Linked DNA regions of Sus scrofa: region 2 is linked to region 1. A link is a contact called in public Hi-C data. All regions are on one chromosome and are shown on one strand. Each heading gives the region's core, a stretch centred on a gene start, on an enhancer-like site or on the middle of the called end of the contact. The rest is flanking DNA. Distances are from core to core; before and after follow the strand shown.

Evidence for each region. A called contact is a pair of places that touch in the nucleus more often than the background predicts.
Region 2: a Hi-C map of fetal skeletal muscle shows a contact between it and region 1, with 2.5 times the contacts expected there. The contact joins the promoter of CCDC190 here to the promoter of NUF2 in region 1. A contact is called at or near these places in 3 of 5 promoter capture datasets (fetal liver, fetal skeletal muscle and liver), 14 of 47 Hi-C or Micro-C datasets (adipocytes, alveolar macrophages, fetal skeletal muscle and 8 more) and 1 of 2 datasets of contacts at active chromatin or transcription factors (alveolar macrophages).

What each region holds. Positions count from the first base shown.
Region 1 is chr4:87,190,368-87,197,445 of Sscrofa11.1, forward strand. NUF2 (kinetochore protein Nuf2) reads right to left here and starts at 3,826. Exons shown (of 14, transcript XM_005655379.3): 1 at 3,689-3,826; 2 at 14-156. The coding sequence starts at 136. It overlaps LOC100518120 (a long non-coding RNA gene), which reads left to right and starts at 3,939. Exons shown (of 2, transcript XR_001303421.2): 1 at 3,939-4,145.
Region 2 is chr4:87,556,644-87,563,721 of Sscrofa11.1, forward strand. It overlaps CCDC190 (coiled-coil domain-containing protein 190), which reads left to right and starts at 3,384. Exons shown (of 4, transcript XM_003355080.4): 1 at 3,384-3,649; 2 at 4,710-4,908. The coding sequence starts at 4,713.

The DNA of each region.
Region 1 (7,078 bases), core at 2,576-5,075:
TACCACATTTTACCTTGGGATTTGGAGAAAGATCATTCTTGGAGAGGTTTTTACCATCAGCTCCTGTTAAGATTTTGTTTCGAATATGAACCACAATCTCAGCTACATTATATCTGGGAAAAGATAAAGTTTCCATCTTGGGAGTCTCCTGCTAGTCTAAAGAAATTAAAAAAACAAGATCAGAAACATGGCACAACCAGCAATTCTCATTATCTGGAAGCTGATAAATAGAAAATTAGCAAGCCAAGGTTGAACTATATTCATAGCAGTGCTAGCTATCATCAAATCATCAAACATCCTAGTAAGTAACATTAAAAATATGTACAGACATACACACACACACATATCCTAATATAACTTTTATTCTAAAGCAATACAATCATTTTCTAGTTTTCCTAATGTTGTTTTTCTTTCATACGGGAAAGAGGACTTAGGTCCAGACAGATGAGAAACTATGTTTTTCTTTTTTAAACTGGTAAGATGGTAAGATCTATCCTGAAAATTAATCCTTGAAACACTACCAAGATATATAGGCAACACTAATTTTTTTTTTTTTTTTTTTTTTTTGTCTTTTTGCCATTTCTTGGGCCGCTCCTGCAGCACATGGAGGTTCCCAGGCTAGGGGTTGAATCGGAGCTGTAGCCACCAGCCTACGCCACAGCCACAACAACGCGGGATGAGAGCCGCATCTGCAACCCACATCACAGCTCACGGCAACGGCCAGATCCTTAAGCCACTGAGCAAGGCCAGGGATCAAACCCACAACCTCATGGTTCCTAGTCGGATTCGTTAATCACTGAGCCAAGATGGGAACTCCTAGGCAACACTATAGAACTATTATAGAAATAATAGGAAAATAGGGTAGATAAAAAAAACTATACTCTGATGTGATATTTTATTCAATGTACACACAGTGGCATGACTAATGAAGTTTAAGATGTAAATAGGAAGAGAGAGAGGAAAAAAAGAGTAAGAGTACAGTAGCTGTAGTGGGACTTCCAATCACCAGAGTGAGAATTTAGGGAAAAAAAAAAGAAACAACAAAAGCCACCTCCCCTATGTCCTCAGATAGTGAGGTATTCCCAACTGGTCCCCCTGGAGCAGTAATTCTCACAATTTTGTAGACATTTTTGGTTGTCAGGAGTAAAGTGGGGCTGCTACTGGAATCTAGTGGGTAGAAGGCCCAGCGTTCTGCTAAACATCCTGCAATGCATAGGCCAGCCACTCAAGAGCAAAGAACTATTCAGTTCAAAATGCCAATAATGCTGAGGTTAGGAAATCCTGCCCTAGAGCCTAGCACTGAACTCTTGTTATACGACTTGCCACAGTGTACTGTGATGATGTTTCTGGCATTACATGGTGGGCTCTCAGTAAGCTAAGAAAACTTTCATTTTCTTCACATCTCTAGCTGTGCCTAACAGAATAGCAATCATAGTAGTAGCAGAAGCAGCAGCAATAGAAGCAACTGTCTCTTAGCTAACAATACTTGGTTAATTACCTATGAATCCCCTATTCTCTAGAGAATCAGCTGTTCCCAGAGATCCAATGTGAAGATATTCAATTTTGCAAACAAACTGAAATGACCCACAATTCTGGAAATCTATTTCTTTAGGCTCCGAGTGTTTCTTAGAATGTCAGGGTTAGAAAGCAGCTTTGGCACCCTGCTTAACCTCTGACAAATATAGGATACCATTCTAAAATATGATTAACAAACAGCTTCCCAGTTCTGCTTGAACACTTGAAAACAGCATTTGCTGTCTCAAGGCAAAAGTTTTTTCCACCTTAGTATAGCTATAATAATCAGATAACTCTTTCTCATACTAGATAGAATTTTCTTTCTGTTTATTGTAAGTGTTACCTACTGGTCTTATTTCTAGTCACAGCAAAAATGTAAAATATACTAATCTGTTTACATGATTCCACTTTCAAAAATGTGAAGGAAGCTATCATCTCTGCTTAGCCTTCTCTTGTCTAAGGTAAGCATAATTTAAGAATAACCACTCCTTTTATGACTTTGTTTCAGAAATTTTACCATTCTACTCATTTTCCTCCAGAACTAGTCTGTTAATGTCTTCTTAAAATGTAATGCTCAGATTGAACACAATACTCTGAATATAGTCTGTTCAGGGAAAAATATCAGTACAGCTGGCAACAGTCACTGTTGATCAAGTGCTATTGACAAACATATATGATGGAGTGAAAACTCCCAGAACTTCTTCAGCATAGCTCACTGATGTCAAGCCAAGACTTCTCCATATTCTTCTTACATAACTGATTACTTGAATCCTAAGCAAGGACTTGCATTTCCTATTATTGAATTCATAATTCCAAGTTTTCCTTCTATAGCCACAATCTTTTTGAACCCAGATTCTGACACCTCATATATTATATGTCCTTTTCAGCATAAATATGCGTATCTACATTTTCATCTAGGTGAGAGATTTAAAAATCAATGATAAAAAGCCTTGCCCAAAGAAAGGCGGCAGAAAGTTAATTTTCCAAAACATACTATATCTGGATCAGAGATGATCACATTAAAGAGGTGTAAAATATCTTCAAAATTATTATTGCACATCCCTCTCTTCTAAAATCTTCACACCCTCTCAGATTAATCCATATAGAATACCACTGCATCATGTAACATCTTTACAAAAATAATTACTCGCCCTATTCGCCACATCAAATTCACATGTTTCTGCTTGGTTTCTAAAACCTTCCACAATTTAATAACCTAATGAATTTTCTGTTCCAAGTTAGTCTCCTCCAGGACGTTTCCCAAACTTCCAATGTTTCCTCTTGGAACCACCTTTCATATCCAATTTCTAGCTTCTTTTGACAGGTTGAATCAAGGGAAGTTCCAATCCATTCTTGGGGGAGGGAGGAAAAAAAAAAAAAAAAACACAGGAGAAGAGAGGGGGAAAATGGAGGAGAGAGGCACTTTGGTTAGATAAAGATATATAAATGACCTAATAAATGTAAAGTGATCCTCAGGCCGCCTGCCAAGTAACAGGCATTTTACATTCGTTACCCCTCAGTTTCTCATTTATTTGCAACACCGAAGTCCTGTGCACAGTAGGTTTTGAATGAATACCAGTTAAATTTCAAACACATTGTTTTGCTAAAATAAATTAGATCGTGGAAATCAAAATCCCAGGAAGCAGAGAATAAACAAAAACAATGACTCCTAACCTCAATAAGGTAAAGTTTCCTGAACTCATTCAGGAAGAATAATCATGCTATACATGCATGGCATATGTACACTGCTCTCTTCCTCTAACTTTCGGATGAAGTATATTTTTGCCTTTTGATTCCTGATTTTGACTTTGGTTAAGCGACGTTTGAGCAACGGAGGTTTGCAGAAAGTTGACCAACATCTGCAACCCCATCACCTTTTAAAGAAATGGGTTTAAAACATATAAATGCAAGCTTCAACTGACCAGCTTCAGTTCAAGTTTCTTCTCCGTAGTTTATGCTGTATCAGACAACACCCATCCGTTTGGTAGGAAATGAGCTAGTTTGGGGGACTAAAATCCAAAAAAATGACCTGTCTTCTCTAGCCTCCCCCGCCCGCGCCGCGCCCAACGAAAACACTGCCAGGCCCCGCGTTCTGACTCCGGCCGGTGGCTCCAGAGCGAGAGGGCGCACTTAGTCTCCCTTTCTCCTCCCGCGCGTGTCTGTTAGCGCTCACCTGCCGCACCAGCCGCCCACAGGAAGACGGCGAGTCCGTGGAGCAGTTACAAGCGAAGCCAAAAATCTGCAAACATCAACCGTTGTTACTTTTCAAACATGCCGCCTCTTCCTGTAAGTCCCTCCCCGTTCCGCCCCGCCCACTTCCTGCTCTCTAGCCGCGCCGGGTGCCGGTTGGGCTCAATAGACTCAAGGCGGCTGGGGCTGGAACTGCGAGAGGACGCCGGGTTCCACCCGGAACTATTTTTCGCGGAGTTGGTGCCTAGTCGGACCTCGAGTTCGTAAGCAGTGGGAGCGCAGTGGTTTGGAGGAGTCCGAGGTTGCTATGGAGTCCCCGAAACTTTTGAAAACTGTCGGGGTTCCAGGCGAAGAGCAAGAGCGAATGGAGGATTTCTGGAGACGTGTGCTAAGCTTAAGGTGACAAGGGAAAGAGGACGTGGGGCTTTCAATGGAGCAGGGTAAGTCATAGAGTCTCAGAGTAATAATGATATCGATATTTTTTGATCATTAATTATGAGGCTCCAGGTTTTGTGTTGGATGCTTATAGGTATTATCTAATTTAGGCTTCATTAGAAAGGGAAAAGGAGGAGTTCCCGTTGCGGCTCAGCTGGTTAAAAACCCGCTAGTATACATGAGGATGCGGGTTCGAGCCCTGGCCTCACGCAGTGTCTTAAAGTATCTGGCATTTACTCGCGCTGTAGTGTGTAGGTCGCAGATGCGGCTAGGATCTGGCGGATCTGGCGTTGCTGTGGTTGGCCTGCAGCAGTTCCGATTAGACCCCTGAGAATTTACATATGCCGCAGGTGCGGCCCTAAAAAAAATGAGAGGGGAAAAAAAAAAAAGGGAAAGGGGTGCTCCCTGGTGGTTCAGCTGGTTAAGGATCTGGCGTTGTCACTGTTGCGGCACAGGTTTGATCCCTGGCCGGGGATCTTACGCATGTGCGGGTGAGGAAAAAAAAAAATTAATAAGGAAAAGTGGTTAGTAGATACTGTCATCAAATGAGTGATTAAATCAAGGAGATTATGCACTTGGCCCAAAGCTGTACGCAGTAGTTCATAAGTAGCATAATCAGGATTTGAACACAGATCATTTGATTGTGTTTGTAGGTACAACTTCAAGAGATGAGAGCAACCTAGCAGTGCACTTGGTTAGGTTAGTTCACTTTCACAGGCTTAGAAGTGATTCGTTTCCACTTGTACGGTAAGTGACACTGTCTAGGGTAGAACCCAAATCTCCTGGTGCTTCTCCCTCCCTTCATTCATCCCTCCACAGGAGCCAGGGACTCCTGGTGTTTCCCAACACTGAACTATTAGCCAAACTTGGATGTCTCTGAGTTGGATTCTTCAGATAATAATGCTCGAATGAGAGGGAGTTCATACATGATCACAAATAAGGGTCTTGCAGCAACTACTGGCCTAGTTGTCAGAGGGAAAAGCCATTTGGTTTTCTTATGGCTTGGGACAGTAGAGGCCATAATAAGACTTGTGTCTGACCACAGGCTATGGTAATATCTAGAGACAGTGATGTATTGGATGGGAAGTCTGAATTGCCTCAAGTGAAAAATAATGCTGGAAAGATTGCATTGGAAGTAGATGCAAATTCTGGTACTTTGATTTGGAGGGTGAAGGCTATACCTGTTAATATGGAAATGCATACCAATTTGAAAAAAAATACATTGCATATTCAGTAGTTTAGGGGTTTTTCCTTTCTATAAAAGTGAGCTAGGAAATAGATTTTTTTTAAATAGTGAGAGTCAGTGAAGAAAGGAGAGAAAAAAGCCTTTCTCATTGGCACTTACCAAATCAAACTGATTATTTGTGCATGCACATACTCCACAGGCCACATCTTTTCAGAGGCAGGGAAAAGGGCAATAGATAGCATAGTGGCTGAGAGCTCAGCTCTTAAGTCAGAAAGAACTAGGTTTAAATATCTCATCACACTGCTTACTATCTGTATGGACTCAGGTAAGTTGTTTAACCTAACTAAAATGGTTTCTGCATCCTTAAAATAGTGATAATATCTGGCTTATAGAGTGTCATGAAGATTAAATGGATTCATTCATGTAAAATGTCCAGCAGAATTGTAAACACTTGATAAATATTCCCTGTTGTTTTGACTATTATGATTTATACATTGTCCTAGTAATATATCTTTCAAATGATAATTACCCAACAAATGTCTGAACCATTGTTAGGAGTCCAGACAAGAAAAGAGGGACCTGTATATAAACCAAGAATGGAATAGACCATGTGGAGAGAGAAAAGTGAGGTAAAAGAAGAGCAGGATGATGGTATCTACAATAAAATAATTGCTTATTTGGGGGATAATTTTACTATAGATATGGCAAGTTGATAGTTATATTAGAATTAAAATTAGGAAAAAAACTAATGGTATTTACACAGACTGTCTCAGTTACAAGAGTAGATCTGATTTTTCAAAATTCAGTTGTCTGTTACTGGTCATTGTGAAGTGGAGGGCAGAACATCAAAAATCCAGAAATCTCAGCCTAGACTTTCTAGAGTTTTGTCATCATCCATAAAGACATTAACTACAGCAGAAAATTAGATTCCACTGTTTATGGCTGTAGCATCTTTTCCCATTTGTATCTGTATGCCCTTATATGCTCTATATCTGTGCTTATATTTCATTTTCTCTGTCAACCCTCCTTCCATCCTTTCCCAGCCTAACCTGCATGGTTTATCAACATCCAAACTCCCTATGTCCGTTGCCTCTGACCCAGATGCCTGTCAAAACCTTAACCCTCAATCTGTCCCATAAATCCCCAGCTGGATGCCCCAGAGAAAACAACACAAATTGACATTGTATTATTACTCTTGCTCAACAGCTTCAGCTCACCGCAGTTCTTGACAATCCTTTATCATTTGTCAGTTCCCTGTCTTAAAACCTTCAGTGATTTCTCATAACTACCTCCTTCCTCAGCTTCAACTTCTCTTTTTAAGCACTTGATACACATTCACATGGGTCTGCTTATTTATGCTAATTCCTTTTCTAATTTTTATTCCATGTTCCTTTTCTAGATTGCACTTTAGATCCTGGATGACAGACCTGTAAGGACTGAGCAGACCTTTCACTGACAAGATGAGATTCTCAGTGAGAGCATGGCATCCTGAAACTAGGATTTTGTCTTTAATTCAGGTGGTGTTCCTATGAGAGCTAATGCTGTTAGTTAAACTTTTTAAAAAAAATCTCTTTTTTTAAGTGACAGGATTTCCAAATTGTTGTTTCTGCTTAGTTTTAGTGGGTTTGTAAGGATGAAAGTTTTATTCCCTTGGTCTAGTGTGGCAGTAATAGATGAAATATGAGAACTGGGTCCTACACTGTCCTTGCTTGCCATCAAGTGCCCTCTCGTTTAAATATAGAGATTTCCTAG
Region 2 (7,078 bases), core at 2,134-4,633, 370 kb after region 1:
ATCTATGGGTTATTTAGAAGTATATCATTTTATTTCCAAGTATTAGAAGGATATTCCAGTTATCTTTCTGCTTTGATTTATAATTTCATTTCATTGTGGTCAGAGAATATACCTCATTATTTCAATACTTTCATTAAAACTTACTTTATGGCCCAGAATATGATCTATCTTAATAAATGTTCCTTGTGGACTGGAAAAGAATGAGTATTCTGTGGCTTCCAGGTGGAATATTCTATAAGTGTTAGTTTGCTCAAGTTGGTTAATAGCATTGTTTGCTTCCTTTATCCTTAGTAATTTTCTTTACATAAATTCTACAAATTACTGAGAGAAAAAATATGCTGAAATTACTGACCATAATTGCAGGTTATAATTGATTCTTCCAAAGAGTCCTATCAGTTTTTGTGTCACATATTTGGGAGCTCTGTTTTTAGAAGCCAAAACATTATGGATTTTTATGTTCCCTTGATGAATTAGCTCCTTCATCAATAAGAAATGACTCTCTTGATCACTGTTAACATTCTTGCCTCTTAAAATTATTTTTCATGTATAAGTATATCCATCCCCGATTTCTTTTAAGTAGTGTTAGTATGGTGTATATTTTTCCATCCTGTATTCTTCATCTATTTATGTCTTCATACTGAAATTGTGTTTTGTTTTGCTTTTTTGTCAGCACTGTATACTATGGTGCTGTTCTTTTATTTGATCTGACTGTCTCTGATTTTCAATGTGGCATTAAAACCATTTATATTTATTGTGATTCTTAATAATGTTCCGTTTAAATCTATCATCCTGCTATCTATTTCCTTTTTGTCTAAACTCCTTTTTATTTTCTCTTTCCTCTTTTTCTTTCTTATTTTATTTATTTTTTCCTTTGTCTATTTTGGCCACCCCATGGGATACAGAGTTCCCAGGCCAGGGATCAGATCTGAGCCACAGTTGTGACCTATGCTGCAGCTGTAGCAATGCCAGATCCTTAACCCACTGTGCCAGGGCAAGGATCGAACCTGCATCCCAGTCCTCCCAAGACACTGCTGATCCCACTCTGTCACAGCAGGAACTCCTTTCTTTCTTATTTTAGATTCAGTGTTTATGATTCCATTTTATCATACTTGCTCAATTCTTAGTTATAAATCTTTTTCATATTATTTTAGAGGTTGTTTTAGAGTTTAGAGTATACAGCTATGACTTATTACAGTTTACCTTCAAGTGATTTTATACTGCTGCAGGATAGCATAAAAATCTTATAACAGTATACTTCCATTTCTTCCTATCTGGGTTTTGTATTATTGTTGCCCTGCTTTCTACTTCCATACATGTTATAAATCTCACAATACATTGTTACTTTTTGCTTTGAACAGTCAACTATATTTTAAAGAGATTTAAATAATAAGAGAAACTATCGTTATCCTTACCCATTTAGTTACTATTTCCTGGGCTCTTCATCCTTTTATGTAGATTTGGATTTCGATTAGGTGTAATTTTCCTTCTATTTAAAGGACTGTCTTTAACATTTTTTGAATTGTACATCTTTTGATAAAAAATTATTGGTGCTTCCTTATGACTAAAAAAATTCTTCAATTTACTATTGTTATTAAAAGACTTTTGTGTATATAAAATTCTATTTTTTTTTTCTTTTAACTTTAAACATCTTGCTTCACTATCTTGTGGCTTGAATTGTTTCTGACAGGAAGTCTGCCATAATTCTTATCTGTGTTCCTCTGTGGTGTGTCTTTTTTCACTCTTTTTTTTTTCCTTGTCTTTCTAGGGCCACACCCATGGCATAGGAGTCAAATCAGAGCTGTAGCTGCTGGCCTACACCACAGCCACAGCAACACAGGATTAGAACTGTCAGCAACTAACACCACAGCTCACAGCAATGCAGTCTCCTTAACCTGCAGAGCAAGGCCAGGGATCGATACCGTGTCCTCATGGATTCTAGTCGGGTTCATTACTGTTGCTCCATGATGGGAACTCCCTAGTTGTTTTCATAAATTATTTATTAGTTTTTTTAGCAATTTGATTTTATATACCTTGGAGTCATTTTATTCATCTTTCTTCAGCTTGGAATTCATTGAGCTTCTTGAATCTGGTACTTTGCCTGCTGCTACTAGCTGCCTTGGCTTTTCTGGACTTCTGCCTCCATCTTTTAAGGAGAATCCATTACTCCCTGTGATGTGGCCTGGAAACTCAGGAATACATTGTACACATTTCTGTACACACACTTTGGTTATAAAAAAAAAGTCAATCCCACTTTGAAATTCCAATCTCAAATACTGTTTAAACCCTTTCCTTGCTGGACTCCAAGGGACCTGGAGGAGGGTGGGATATGATAATCTGCCCTATCATTCTCCTTCTCCAGCCCCGTGGATGGACTGGAAAACATGGATTTTTTTGGTATACCTCCTCTCCCTTATCTTTTCAATATGTAACCCCCAATGTTGGGGTATATAAGGAAATAAAAGAGGCAGAGTTCTTCAAATATAATTGTGCTGAGGCATTATTGTTTTTTCCCCAACCAGTCCTTCTCCAGCTGGGAAGGAGGTGTCAGTATCCCCTTGTGTAGACATCCCCTTCTCTATGACGATTTTCTTGGGACCCCATTCCCTTCATTTAAATTTTGGAGGTGGGAGAATTACCTCATGAGAGGGGATGGTAAAGGCATTACCTCCTACTGAGAGAATAATGGATTTTCAACTCCCTCTCCCCAGTAAGCTCCTTATAATAGCTTGCTTGCTAGGTGATGACTGTGGGCCTATTTAGCTGTCTCTCTGTAAGCTTTGGGGGAATTAATAGGCCTCTGTGCTAGCAGGTCTTTTTAGACTGTGGGACATTAATGCCTCTTGTTTTTAGATGAAGCTCTAGGGCAACAGTAAAAATCCCACTTAATATCTTATTCTATAGCCAATATAGTTCAACTGGCCTTCTACCACAGAGTGCAATATATGATCACAAAAGCTGATTTAAATTTCATTTTGCCTAATTCCATTTTGACAACTTTGGACATCTTAATAAGCCCTGAAGTACACAAAACATGGATAGAAGCCTAGGAAAAGTAGTACAGTGTGCAAGAATACAAAGTAAACAAATTAACTACTCTCCTGCATAAAATGTGCACATTCTGACAAAAAAAAAAAAAAAAAAAAAAAAAAGCCTTCTTATGGAACCTGATCTGGTTTCCAAGAAGTAGGAATGGGTGTTGTGAGGGGAGGTAGGGAGCAGTATGGCAAAAGAGGGGGGGGATAGAGAAGGGGGATGGGGAGAGAGGGGAGAGAGACTGAAAACAGAGTAAGACGCTCCTTGCTTTCATTCTTGGCTCCCATGGACACAGCCCAGGAGCACTGCGTGCCCCTCTAGGGGAGGGCTGGAAGCTGGCAGGCTTCCTTAACTCGAGGAGTTATTTCAAGCTCTGGGACTGGTGCCCACACCCAGGGAGTTAGCATTCCTGACCAAGGAGGTGGCATCGATGAGAGCTTTCAAGTATATTCATCATTCTCCCCTGCAGCCCTCTCCAAAGACCCCTCCCCTCCCTTCTTCCCCAACACTAAACCCCTTCATTTACTGAAGAAAAACAGGCTCATTAATCCAGGCTCAGCCTGGCATACCAAAAGAAGCAGGCAACAGTTTTACGGTGAGAACCCTGGATTTGTAGGTAAGTGCTACTCACCGTGTTCTTCAGTAAAAGTTTATTCTACACTTTAGGCTGAAATCAAGCTGTCTTAAAATTTCTTTCCTGTGTCCTGACCTTATCTCCCTTTTAATACTAAGTTTTTTTTCCAGTGTTATTATAATCAAAGCTTTTTGATAACAGCTGATTTATATCTCAGGTACGTATTGTGCTCTTAGCTCTGAGATACATATTGTGAAGGATGCAAAGAGGAGGAAAAATGGGTGTCCCTGACTGTTAGTGCAGAGTTCAGAGGAGGAAGATGGGTGAAGGCAGGAAGAGGAACTCCTGCACAATCCAAGTGGTCTCACCAGAGCTGCCCAGACTACTTGTTCTGAATGCCTATATTATTTTGTGACCAGCAGATCCTACTCTTTCTACTTTTTGCAATATTGATTGCTCAGATTCGGCATGTACCATTAGACTCCAGAGTTGAAATCTGAAAGTTCTTTGAAAGCAGGAATTGTTTCTCATTCACCACTTTTCTTAGCCCTCAGCACAGCTCTTGGCACATAGCAGAATTACAGGCTACTATGTGTGGACCTGCACATACATGAATTAGTGAACTAAAGGGGCCCTAGAATGGCTCTGTCCTAAGTCCCCAAATCATTTACAGACCTCTGAACAGGCTTTCAAGGAGTCTCTAAAGAACAGTAGAAAGGACTTATAGGATGAATAATGCCTTATGTATGGAAAGTGTTTCTATTATTTTTGCCCAAAAAGTTGTTCATATTCTTTTTATTTGATCTTTGCAGCAATCTCATTGGTGGTTGTATAGGGAAACTATCGTCTATCACTATATTATTGGCAAGGAGACTGAAGTTCAGAGCAGTTTGCTCTCAATACTTCTGTGTCACTCTGGAAACTCATGTTGCCATAGGGCAGTTTTCCAATAGTGTGACTTCATCTGACCTGGCAGCTGTGCGTTTAGAAACACACGGGATTCAAACACTGATCTCTGATTCAAAGCCAGGGGACAGAGTTCCTGTTTTGCTTTCTCAGGTCTGTCACAGTGCCTGGAAGAATCTTGTTCTGTCATCTCTAGACCATGAAGAAGATGGAGAGACACATGGTTAGGGGACCACTGCATAAGCACTTCGATTTGGAAAGGAAGAATGCCAAGCAGGCTGAAGCCAGACTCAGCCAAAGACTGCAGAGATTAGACGATATCTGCCTGTACTATGTGAAATCGTTGACCAGAGAGCAGAGACAGCTCCAGAAAGAACTGCAGAGGTTGCAGCAAGGTAGGCTTCCAGGACAGGGAGGGGAAGAGCAGGGCAGCAAGCCAGTATTTGGCTGTGGCGAAAGTAACATCCCCATCTCATGATGAGGGCCCTTTCAGAGACATGGACACCAAGGAAGTGAGAACTTCTCATTTCAACCTGGACTTTAGGCCACCCACCCTCCCATGTCCCACCCTTCCTGGATTACACACCTCCCTAGAGCAGCCCACATGCAAAGCCAGCACTTCTCAGGTTCCCAGTCACGTCAGTCTTTGAAATGAACTCTTTCTGGCTTGAAGCCTTAGTGTTCTACCCTCTTATTTTATTTTCATTCTGCTTTCCTTTCACTATATCTGGGTTGACTTGGTTTCACCTCTTTTCTATGCATGGTCAACAAACATTCATCGAGTAACTATAATAATGTGCAAGTCATCTTATGAAAGGGAAGCAAAAAACAAACAAACAAACAAACAAAAACCAAAAAACCCAACCAAGTCCCTGGGATTAGTGACCAGAGACCAGTGTGCAACAATGGCTGAGCTCTGATAGGCCTGAGCAAGGAGCATTTGGCAGTTTTCAACACTTACCAGTCTCAGAGTCAGGCCCTTTCTTTCTTCTGCAGAAAGTGAATTTCCCAACTACCCTCCTTATACTCCAAGGTGTACTCATACTAGAGTCTTTTTTTTTTTTTTTTTTGTCTTTTTGCCATTTCTTGGGCTGCTCCTGCAGCATATGGAGGTTCCCAGGCTAGGGGTCGAAGCGCAGCTGTAGCCACCGGCCTATGCCAGAGCCACAGCAATGCGGGATCTGAGCCGCGTCTGCAACCTACACCACAGTTCACGGCAACACCAGATCCTTAACCCACTGAACAAGGCCAGGGATCGAACCCGCAACCTCATGGTTCCTAGTCAGATTCGTTAACCACTGAGCCACAACAGGAACTCCAACATTAGAGTCTTCGGATTTTGCTTGGAGTATAAAATTTTGCATAAGTAATGGTTATGCACTGGTACTATGATTTCTTTGTATTCTTAAAAATACAAAGGGCAAATATTTCTTTCATTTCCCCAGTGAGGTCTCTTTACTCAGAGGCTGTGAACTCGTATTCTTTTTACTAATCCCCCCCCCAAAACCTCTGCTGCTAGAAAATTATCCTTTCCAAATGTACACATCACTTAGAAGACTATCCAATTAACATAGACTATGTGGTTTAGTAGTTATAAAAGAATAATGCTACTAACGTCCAAAGCTAGTTTCTATCTAGTAGCTTCTGATCATCACAGAAAGAAGGGCTGCACAATGGTATCCAGAATCTCAGAGTTTCCAAAGCTCCCTATACCATTCACTAAAACAAGAAAAATAAAACTGCCTGCTCAGGGATTTCATCCTCATCCACTAAAGCATGGGGAATAAGAACACAGACTGTGGACCCAGATTGTCAGTGTTGGAATCCTGACTCTATCACCTAACAGCTATGAGGCCTGGGGCAGCTTACGGCACCTGCCTCTGCCTCATTTTCCTCCAATGTAAAATGGAAGTGATGTTTCCTACCTCATGAAGTCATCTGAGGATTCAGTGAGCACTTGGAACAGTACCTAAATGCAAAATAATGCTATATTAGTGCTTGCTCTTATCAATCAAGCAGTAAAAGATTGTTACAGGATTAGAACTCTTCTACTGTTCTGTTGAGAGTTGGCGTAGTTACACAATTTGTAGAAACTACATCTACTTTTCCCATAATTAAAATAATCGGATTTCAATATTACTTCAGCATAGAATGAATCTGTCTCAGCTCTTCAAAACTATAGCCCTTTCCTCCTGAAGGCAGGTGCAGGAGCTGCAAAAATGATGTAGCACATTTAAGAGGAAAGCCAGGTATCACAATTCAACGTAAAATTATTTAGGTCTAATAGAAGGACACTAGAGCTAAGAGTGATGTACAGATGTCTGGCCTGGGAATTATTTCTAACCTCTGGCTTTGGGTTTGAAAGAGGATTCTGAGCCAGTAACTGAATTTCTCTGCTTTCAGCTTCTCTGTCTGGAATAAATAATTACACCAAGGTAGAAATGAGAGCTCACATAACGGAAAAGAATCTTAGAAGACATTTGGCTGAATTCCACTTCAACTCTCAAAAAGGATACTGATACCTACTCTCAAAAGATCATGTGAGAGGAAGGTGGCTGTCCTTGA